2 separate regions of the Xenopus laevis genome follow, and region 1 is linked to region 2. The links are chromatin contacts, called in public Hi-C maps. All regions are on one chromosome and are shown on one strand. The core of a region is the stretch at or near the end of the contact, and the rest is flanking DNA. Distances in the headings are between cores, read along the strand shown.

The links. Hi-C and Micro-C count contacts between places; a contact is called where the count stands out from the background.
Region 1: a Hi-C map of the XL177 cell line shows a contact between it and region 2, with 2.8 times the contacts expected there. The contact joins two enhancer-like sites. A contact is called at or near these places in 2 of 4 Hi-C or Micro-C datasets (the XL177 cell line and the XTC cell line).

Annotation. Positions count from the first base shown.
Region 1 is chr2S:77,792,579-77,797,995 of Xenopus_laevis_v10.1, reverse strand. It overlaps the pseudogene LOC108709578. Among protein-coding and RNA genes, the nearest start is that of olig4.S, 26 kb to the left of the region's middle. Within about 2 kb of position 4,100, at least 1 of the 7 cell types and tissues checked has an H3K27ac peak or open chromatin away from gene starts, as enhancers often do.
Region 2 is chr2S:77,663,814-77,668,803 of Xenopus_laevis_v10.1, reverse strand. No RefSeq gene overlaps it. Among protein-coding and RNA genes, the nearest start is that of eva1b.S, 21 kb to the left of the region's middle. Within about 2 kb of position 2,988, at least 1 of the 7 cell types and tissues checked has an H3K27ac peak or open chromatin away from gene starts, as enhancers often do.

The DNA.
Region 1 (5,417 bases), core at 2,851-5,350, 130 kb before region 2:
TCCTGGTTTGTTGGCAATCATGTCCTTACGCACACTACCTCTTCTCTTCATCAACCTTGGTGGGGAAATGCTTTATATTCTGGATCAGCGGCTGCGGGCTCAGAATATTCCTCCGGATAAAGCCAAAAAGGGTCAGTAACAAATCTGTCATGAATAAAACAGGACCGGTCATCTAAAAGTCTGTGCTGCAAACAGGACATTTGAAGGGACAACCCTTTAGGATGCCAGGCTACTGACTATATTGACTGTCCAGCGGATGCTTCATGCTGATTGGTTGTTACTGGTGATGCTTGGTTATTATAGGTGACTAGATCTATAGGAAACTTTGCCCCTTTTATTTAGGTCGTCTCCAAAGACAGAACAATTGCCCCTGATTGTTGTATTCTTTTGATTTGTTGGTGCGATTTATAAAAGTAGCTTATGCTGGACATTGGTGCCAAAAATGACAGCACAGCAGTGTCAGAGTCAGGGCAGAGACACGCTCAGATTCGGGAAGATTTAGTCGCCCAACTAATCTCCCCAAACTGCCTCCTGCCGGCTAGAATCGTAATTGCCGGCGGGATGGCATTCGGATCGCTTTGTTCTCCGAAGTTGCCCGAAGTTTCCCCCCTGAGGCAACTTTGGGCTACTTTGGAAAACGAAGTGCTCCGATTGCCATTCCTTCGGCGATTTACAGTCTAGCCGCGGGAGGCAGTTCAGGGAGATTAGTCGCCCCGAAGAAGAGAAGATTTGTCGCTGGGCGTCTAATCGCCCGGAATCTGAGCGTGTCTCAGCCCTAAAGCAACAGTTCAGTGTAAAACTGAGTAAATAGATAGGCTATGTAAAATAAAAAAATGTTTCTTAATATACTTAGCAAAATGTAATCTAAAAAGACTGGCGTAAAGGTTGACACTTTTGCCGGAGGCTAAACCGGAACAAAGGGGTGGGGTAGTGATGTTGGGATGCAATAATGGGGATTTGCGGTTTGTTTCGGTTCAGGGCATAGAGAGAGTAATTTTGGGCCCAAGAGGTGGGGACTTACAGGCGAGATTGTTGAAAGCAGAGGCTAAATGGATTTTTAAACTGTGTACAAGACAACCTAGGGGCCTGAACTCTGTCTTTGACATTAGTTGCTTCTTCTAAATATCAAATGTGAACATAAGATGTATTGTATGGAATCGCTACATATTTACAAGTCACAAAAACTTAAGGAAATGAATTGATTCTTTGTAACAAGTAATTATGTCCGTTCTGGCATTTAATATTGTAACTGTTTCACTGTAATGTATTTATAATATCTATTTAAACGGTAGTACTTTAACATATGTGACTTAATGCAATCATAGAAAGCCTCTAGAGATACAGCATTTTGGACATTTATATATATTTTTTTTTTTTTACAAGAGATGGATTTACATATGGAGAGAGATATATATAGAAAATAAAATCAAAATTTCAAGTCTATAATTTATAATTTATAACATAAAATTTATAACATTAATAGAAAAAACAAAATTTATATTTAATGAATTTAAACATAATTAATGAGCTGTTTGTTTTTAAGGGCACATTTGGATTGCATGTCTCTTTTTTTAATAATAAGTGTTTAAAGGGTTAATCATTAAACAAATTGGGAGGGGTGAAGTGGGGTTAAAAGAGGGATTTGCCGGGAGGAAGTGAGGTCTCTGATGAAGTGCAGTGACACGAAACGCGTCAGACCTCATGGCGCAGGGCTATACAGTTTGTTAAAATGTTAAACATTTAATAAAATCAAGTTTTTACCGATGATTTGATGACCAAGTGATTCCTTGAGTGATCCGAAGAGTGCGCTGTCCAGGATTTTGGTGTGTGCAGTATTTAGTTTTCCCTTAGCGACGGACTCAGGGCGGCTGCACCTGGGTCACAACGAAGTCCGGGTAAGATACTACATCTTCATTCATTTGGGAAGCTGAATCCGGTGACCTTGCGAGGGGTCTGGGGCTTTGCGCACCCGGACCAGCAAACCTTAAGGGGGAGCTTGAAACCGGTATTAAGCAGATAATAAAAGTATAATAACGAATGAAACAAATTAATGTGTATTAAACAGAGGAACAATTTATCGCAGGACTCGTAGAAAGAAAGAAAAATGTTCAGTTTATGGAATTGATATGTTATAAGGACCTGCACATAAATATGCCACATCATAGTTAACGTGTGTCCACCTGGTTTCTGATAATTCAAATTTCTTGTGTTAGATACACACAACGAATCATACTGAATTATTGAAATACTAACCATAGTATATTAACTTGATTCATATGAATATTTAGAGTATCTAGCTGTTCTTCTAGCACAGAGTTGTCCTACATATTCATTATAATGGGTCATATAACTGACTGGATATTGGCTGTGGTTGCTATCTTGGTCAGGAGAGATATACAGGCAGCTGTAGATAATCTAAAATAATAGCTATTTTGTTTGTTTGTTTGTTATAATGAATAAAAGTGGCATCCTTACATCTATTTTGACTGGCAAAAATATTTTAGCTTCTAGGTGCTTGTTGAGTTATGATGTTAACTTATACAATGCACATAGGAGACGTGTTTTTTGTCTTGTGAGACAGGCTTTGTTTACATACACAAGCAATGTTCACTCAAGGTTAAATTGAGAATACATTTATACTTCTGCATCTGTTCTGTGACATTCAGTAAAGGAATATATTAAGAATATGGAGGCTTGACTGCATGTAGATGGGGCTCTTTTGACCATTATTGCCCCTTCCCCCTCAAATGAGTACAGAACATTGTGACTCTAAAGCTGGGTTTGCCTTAGAGCTGTGCTTAGATGAGCTCTACCCTGTAGTTCTAATGTTAAGTCCAACTTCTACTTCCATTACACTTTCACTACACTACTATAAAGCAGAGGTCAATCAGGTTTATGTAACCCAGCATGTGTTCTGTCCAAATGTAAATGACTTTATTGGATTTACTGGGCCTGAATATGCAGTAAATACTAATTATCTTCATGTGTCCCTTCATGCAAGAATTTTGATTTCCCATTTTCTTCTGTTGTACTTATGTGTGTCATTGTCTGCTTCTTAAGGTCCCCATACATGGATAGATCCGCTCGTTTGGCGATGTCGCCAAACGAGCGGATCTCCCTCCGATATGCCCACCTTGAGGTGGGCAATATCGGGCAGATCCGATCGTGGGCCCTAGGGCCCAACGATCGGATCCTAGCATTCTCAAACGGGCGGTCGGATCGCGGGACCGCATCAACGAACAGATGCGGCCGCGATCCGACGGGATTTTTAAACCCATCCGATCGAGATCTGGCCGACTTTCGGCCAGATCTCGATCGGGGAAGCCCGTCGGGGGCCCCCATACACGGGCCAATAAGCTGCCGACACAGTCTGTCGGCAGCTTTTATCGGCCCGTGTATGGCCACCTTTAGCTGACTGGACAGATCAGGACAGAAAACGAGGTAGGGTGAGCTTGTAGGTAAGAGAGCTTCCCTGAGTCACTGCCTGGCATTGCCACTTCTCTTCTTGTCTCTCTTTTTTTGCTCTCAGATTAGCAAAGAGTTAAATAGGTTTCTAGGACAACAGTTTTCTCTGTCAGCCAATATCATCTCCTTCCTGTGAGAACTATCCAAAGTAGCCATCTTTAAATTGGAATGACTATTCTGTCCTTAAAATGTAGAATTAACTATTTTAACAACTGTTTGCTTTTTTTAAATAGCTCATAAATTTAGTGTTTGTTTTCTTGCCTGCTGGATTACAGTGTTTATATAGACCTTTTGTTGCTTGTTTTAGTCTTTCTGGCTGTGCTGTAGTATTCATTGCTGCAAAATTCTACTAGGATATGCCTACTTGTCAATTTAATTAGAATGCTAGGGCTTCGAGGCTTAAACAATTGAATAGAAACATGGCAGCCTCCTTGTTGTGATGTGCTTACTTCAGCATGAGCCTCTAACACTCAATTATTACAAACTTGCTGTCTCTAGGAGTGTCATACACGAGAGTCTTCCATAGACTGTCAGTACCAGTAAATAAATCTTCCATAGACTGTCAGTACCAGTAGATAAATATAAGCTTTCTGGGGACAGACAGTTGGCAGGAAGGTTGAAATGGATGTCGAGCCTTTGAATTGGGGAAGGATTTGAGCGCGTTCGCCGGCAGGCACTAGGACCTGGCCGGTGCAAGCGCTCGCAGGGAGTGGGTGCGCATGGGTGGGCGGGCGGCTAGGACCCAGGTGGCCTAGGGGTGGCAAAAGAGGAGAGCCAGTCCTGGCTATGAAAGCAAATAAAGTGTTTTCTCGCATAAAAATTGCAATTTTTGCCCTTTATAGGTCCCTGGTAAGGCCTCACCTGGAGTATGCAGTGCAGTTTTGGGCTCCAGACCTTAAGAAGGATATAAATGAGCTGGAGAGAGTGCAGAGAAGTGCAACTAAACTGGTTAAAGGGATGGAAGATTTAAATTATGAGAAAAGGCAATCAAGGTCGGATTGTTTTAATTGAAGAAATAACGCTTGTGAGGGGACATGACTTCAATTTATGAATACATTAGAGAACATTATAGTTGGATAGTGGGGATATTGTTTTCAAATATATACGTTCCAGAAGCTCCCCTTTTGACTTGAGGGGTTGTACTTGATTTGAAGAAGCAAAAAGGGCAGTGGAAGTTGTGGAATACTCCACCTGGAAATATTTTGATGGCAGATTCTATTAATGCCTTTAAAAATGGTTTGAACGACTTCATGGGCAATATAATATCCAAGGTCTACAGTTAGTTTGGAATAGGTATGTATTTCTCATGCTGGCACCCAGGTATTAATTCTGTCTAGTGCACCATTTCCCTGGAGATATATATATATATATATATATATATATATATATATATATATATATATATATATATATATATAATATATATGTGAGTGATATTGGTTTATATAAATATATGTGAGTCTATAGATAGGTCTTTATATATATATATATATATATATATATATATATATATATATATATATATATATATATATATATATATATGTATATATATATATATGTATATATATTTACTGAGGATCATTTGGAGGGGTTGAACTTGATGGCCAAACAAATTTTCTGTCACACAATATTGGTACAGGTAAATTTGTGCATTGTTCTCAATCTATGAGAATACAATACAATTCTGGTCCATAAGTCATGGATAGGTGGTCTACTATCAGCTTATACTAGGTAGTTTATTTCTATATTTATATTAATATTTCATAATATTACAGGGGGTTGTTTCCTTTGTCTTGCTTAGACTCTGCCAATTGATCTGGGTCCAGAATGCTGTGTGATATACAGTAGATCTAGAATCTCATAAAGCAGATTATATGGGTATTGCATGTCACTTTCTAATCATCATTACTAGCAAAACTTTTTTTTCATTTTACAGTTATGAATGACAT
Region 2 (4,990 bases), core at 1,739-4,238:
AATTACTGAGATCTAGCCAATTCTTCTTGTGTTTTATTAGTACATTGTTTGCTTATGTAATTGCTACTGTGAGGGTTTGTGCAAGGAGGACAAAGTATATTACCCACACACAGAAGAGCTCAATTATTAAGGAGAACCTTGTCTGAAGGTCTAGAAAGAGGCATCTGGGAAGTGTCTGAAGTATTTGGAAAAATGATTGGCTTCAGGGATATGTCAGTACCTGGCAGCACAATGGTATATCACACCTAAGCAGCTGCCAAGAGGACATTCTGCCTGTCTGCACATTTAACTGTTTATCTTGCAGGAGATACTTTTCGGCTAATTAATTTCAGTCCTTACAGCCATCCAGCTGCTGCTTTGAACTTCAACTCCCACTTCCCTGGCACCCACAGCTGTGGTGAAGAGATGATGCAATTACCGTTTCAATAGCAGAGTAAGCCCTGCTAAAAAACAGAAGTACAATGTTAAGTGATATCCACCTTAGTTCTTGTGATGGGAAAAGCAGCTGTCTTGCAAGGGAATGAATCTCATGGAAAATAACACTTTTACCTTCAAAGCTGAGCTAAGATACTGGTAACAAAGTAACATTGTGCAAATACCTCCCAATTACAGGTATACCTGTTAAGTGAGAGCTTTTCAGTTGTGGCCCTGATAAGGGCAGGGCATATCCAAAAGTGGGGCATGGCTGAATAGCCTAAAGGTGGCCATACACTATAAGATCCGCTCGTTTGGCAAGGTCACCAAACAAGCGGATTTGAACCCGATATGCCCACTAACGGCTGGGCGATTTCGAGTGAATCTGAACGTTCGGATTATAATACTACGCATGGGCTCCAACGGGTCGCAGGACCACATCAACTAACCGATGCAGTCCTGGATAGTACAAAAAATCAAACTTGACCGATCGACCCGTCGGGAGCCCCCACACATGGGCAGATAAGCTGCCGAATCGGTCTAAAGGACCAATACCGGCAGCTTTAATCTGCCCGTGTATGGCCACCTTTAGATTTTTAAAAATCCCCAACTGAACTAAGTTATGTTCAATGTCATCTTTCAGCAGGATATTCTAGCTGCAAACAGTGCAAAGGATACAGACTGCATTTATGTTCCAGTGTCTTATGGATCTTTTCTTCAGCAATCTGTGTGGGGCTGTTGAAACAGGATGCAGGACGCAAGCAGGATATAGAAGTATTGTGTTTAGTAGGGAATGGGACACTTTAAGTGCTGGCTATGCCATTTTGTGCAATTTTATTATCTAAATATTATAATGATGCCCATAGTGCAACTGTTTTGCTCTGTGGGTTGAGGTTATAGTAGGTGCATTGCTTTAGCTCAGAGAATGGAAAACAAAGAGCTGCACTTTACTCTGAATGTGGCATGGCACCCTTTAGCTATCTGGCACTTGCTTCTGGGCAAAGCTGTAACTAGAGGAAGCCAGAAGGCAGTGACATATAACTCTCTGGCACTGGACCCTCATGCAAAAAAGGTTCAGGGCTGCTATCCCCAACAACCCTCCTGCCTGCCCTCTCCCCTCATCTGCCTACTCCTCACCCTGCACTGGAGTCTCCCAGCTGCATGATTCTCCCTTCCCTGCTCACAGGTAAGAGAATGGCTGGGGAAGGGGGTATTCTTTGTAGCTATAGAGGAAGTAGATCTCACGGTCCGGCCCCTCTGCTTCCTCTATAGTTATGCCACTGTCAGAACAGGCACCTGCCTACGATGCAAAACTGCTTCAAAGAGGAGCAGTTGGGGAAGGCACATAGGTATTACCCCTTCTTTCCTCATCCCCTAACTTGTGCATCTAAATGCAACAAGGTTCTGTCCTTACCTCCTGCTCTATGGCAGGCGGTAAATACAGGGCTTGCTTCTGGTTTTCAATCGAGGATGAAAGAAAGTGCTCTTAAAGGAGAATTCAACCCTTAAAAAATAAAACATACACCCTCACCTTACATAGACCCCCTCCCTGCTCCCCCCCCAGCCTAGGTGTTACCCTGGGTAAATGCCCCTAACTCTTTACTTACCCCTCGGTGCGTTTTCAGGGCATCAGAGTTCACAGGAGCCATCTTCTTCTCTTCAGTAATCTTCAGAATGAGAGCGGTGTATCGGCACATGCGGAGCAATCTTCCGTTTAACGACAACTGCGCATGCATCGAAAGTCAAGGAAGTTGCTGGAAGGAGACACGAAGATTACTGAAGTGCTGGAAGATGGCACCTGTAGGGTATGTAAAGAGTTAGGGACATTTAGCAGGGGTAGCAGCTAGGCTGGGGGGGAGCAGGGAGGGGGTCAATGTAGGGTAGGGTTTTTTTTTTCATTAATGGTTTAGTTCACCTTTAAGTGCCAGACCACTCTAACACCCCCAGGTAAACATAATATTTTAGTGTTGATTAGAGATGTGTTCTATAAGATCCCTTTAGTGTTGATTAGGGCATAGTGTTGTAAGACAAAATGTTCCCAGCACCAGTCTAATGAAAAGAGCACAGCTATGAAAAGCACAGCACATATAGGAAAAGTCTCAACAGAATTGTGAATATTCGGATCATGCATCTTTTCCAATATCTTCCAATTGTAAAAGGGAACATCTGCCTGACCCCCCGATTACTCATGACATGTGTTATACATCTTCCTTTTGTGGATCCTCTGCCCCATGCCTGAGTACTAAAATGTGACTTTCACACTTATAACTGTGTATCTACAGCAGCAGCATACCCCCTGCCTGCAGCCCATTTCTCCTAGGCCTCAGAATACAGAATTCAAAGAGAGACACAGTGAACTCCACACTGAATGCATACAAATTCACAAGGTTTGCCGTGCAGTATACAATAGGACCTAAGAAATGGGTAGCCAATTTCCTCCCGCTGAAAAGAAATTTCAGGTGAAAAGAGGTGAGTTCAGTTTAAATATTTATGAGACTTATTTACATTTGTTTCCATGACAGCTCAGAAAGGCCCAAAGCATGAGTCAGTGAGGCCAGTAGCTACATGCTGCACAATGAGCACAGGCAGCGCTGAATAGACTGGGTTTCGTGTATAGGAATGAATAGGACCTTTTTTCAATATGTGTTTTGAATTGGATAGAGGAGGTGGAAATATCAGTCTTACACAGAAAAGGGAATATTCGTGAATAGCTAATGAATGATGCCCCTGCTTATCCATGTTTTTCTTTCTGCTCTCTCCATGATCTCATTTCCATCTGCTGCTTTTTTTTTTTTTGCTAATAGAAAATATGCATCGGAAACCCAAAGTTATGATCTCAGTCCGGTCACGGATATAATTGTAGTTCCAGGCTTCCACCTTCTATCCTCATTCAGGAACACATTTAACATGTAATAGAGCAATTGTAATACAAAATTATTAATAAGACCTTGATTTTGTTGTACCTGGGGTGCACAGAATCCAAGATCTGGTCCTTACCATTTGGCCAGATCAAAGCCAATCCATTGTTTTCATGGGGACAAATACCTTAAATATCTGTTTTGTTCCAACCAAATGTTGCTTGCCTCCCATTTACTTCAAAATATTATAAAGGCTTTAAACCATGTTGGGGGCTCTACTCTAGTACAAAGCTGAAATCTTACTTTTTGTGGAACAATTAAAGTGAGAACCTTACTTGCTCTTTATCCATGTGAATGCCACAAACCATTAAACAGTACTATATCAACCTTTCTGAAGTTTGATCTGAGCAAATGAAACCAAAAATCAGGCTATCCAGGTGAAACCCCAACAGGGGGCAACCCTGTCCCTTAGTCATGCTCTTGGCACTCCAACCCTGTGGGCCCTTTATTTCAGTGACAATATCCATAGCACAAAATACAAAACTGGGCAAAGGAAACCCACTATGCCATTTACCATTATTACTTTTTATATCAGTGAGCCACTGTGAGTGGAAAGTATAAACAGAGGAAGTGAATCAGGCTTTTCTAGATTAAGAATGGGAAAGAGGAAAAAATGTACATGGTGATAAAAAAGCAGTTGATTGTACTAGACAATTATTTAGAATAACAGTAATGAATGAGGGACCAGTCAGTGGTGAATGAATGAGATGTACAATGAATCTCCCCTTAGGAACCTTAGTTTTATTTAATATTAAATACTTGGTGGACATTCAAAAAAAAAATAAAACAGTAACTCTTTTAATTTACTTTATTTTGCTGTATATAAAAAAATAGACAATATAATATGCACCTAATGGACTACAGGACACATTTATAAAAGGGATACTGCCCCGGGATATATTTTGTATACCAGGCCAGCCTTTTAAGATAATGGAGACAGTCTTGGTTTCTTCTCTGGAAAAAGGAGCATCTCAGAGAGAAGAGTGGGTTATAGATTTGACTGATAAGGGGCATGGTAAAATGTCTAGTATATTGGCAGTTATAGAGATGGAAAAACACCGAGGGTAGTACATAAATATCTTATTGTGTGAACCCAGTACAGCTGCTGGGAGCAAATATTGGTTCAGTGTGTTTGGCAACACAATACCATTTGCTTGTATCTACTTGCACTTGTTTATACTTGTGTCACGGGCCAGTATTCTGGAATGAGGGGCAAATTTACAGTATGTAGCAGTCATGTGTTTGTCTCCAGTACAGACAAATGTGGTGCAAAGGATGGCTGAAACATTAGAGAATCATTTAGTCATGTGAGAAAAAACATGCAGAACTGTGCCATTTTTTTGCACTCAACACAATTTATTAAATATGCTATAATGTGTTCTATATCTGACTGTCTGGAGAATGCTGTTTTCAGCAACATTCCAGCATTATACAATACAAGGAGTTATAAAGCAATATTATTCAAAACTGCCAAGCACAATGCATTTTACACCCATCTCATTAAAGTGGATATCAATCTGCTTACATCTGCCTTCATTGCAGGACTTTTCGAAACATTCAGATTGCCTTTAAAAGGGTTATATTGGCAGGTATGGTAAACATCAAAACTGTTGGAAATAAAAGAACAAGTCTCACAATGTAAAGCGCTGGAATATTTC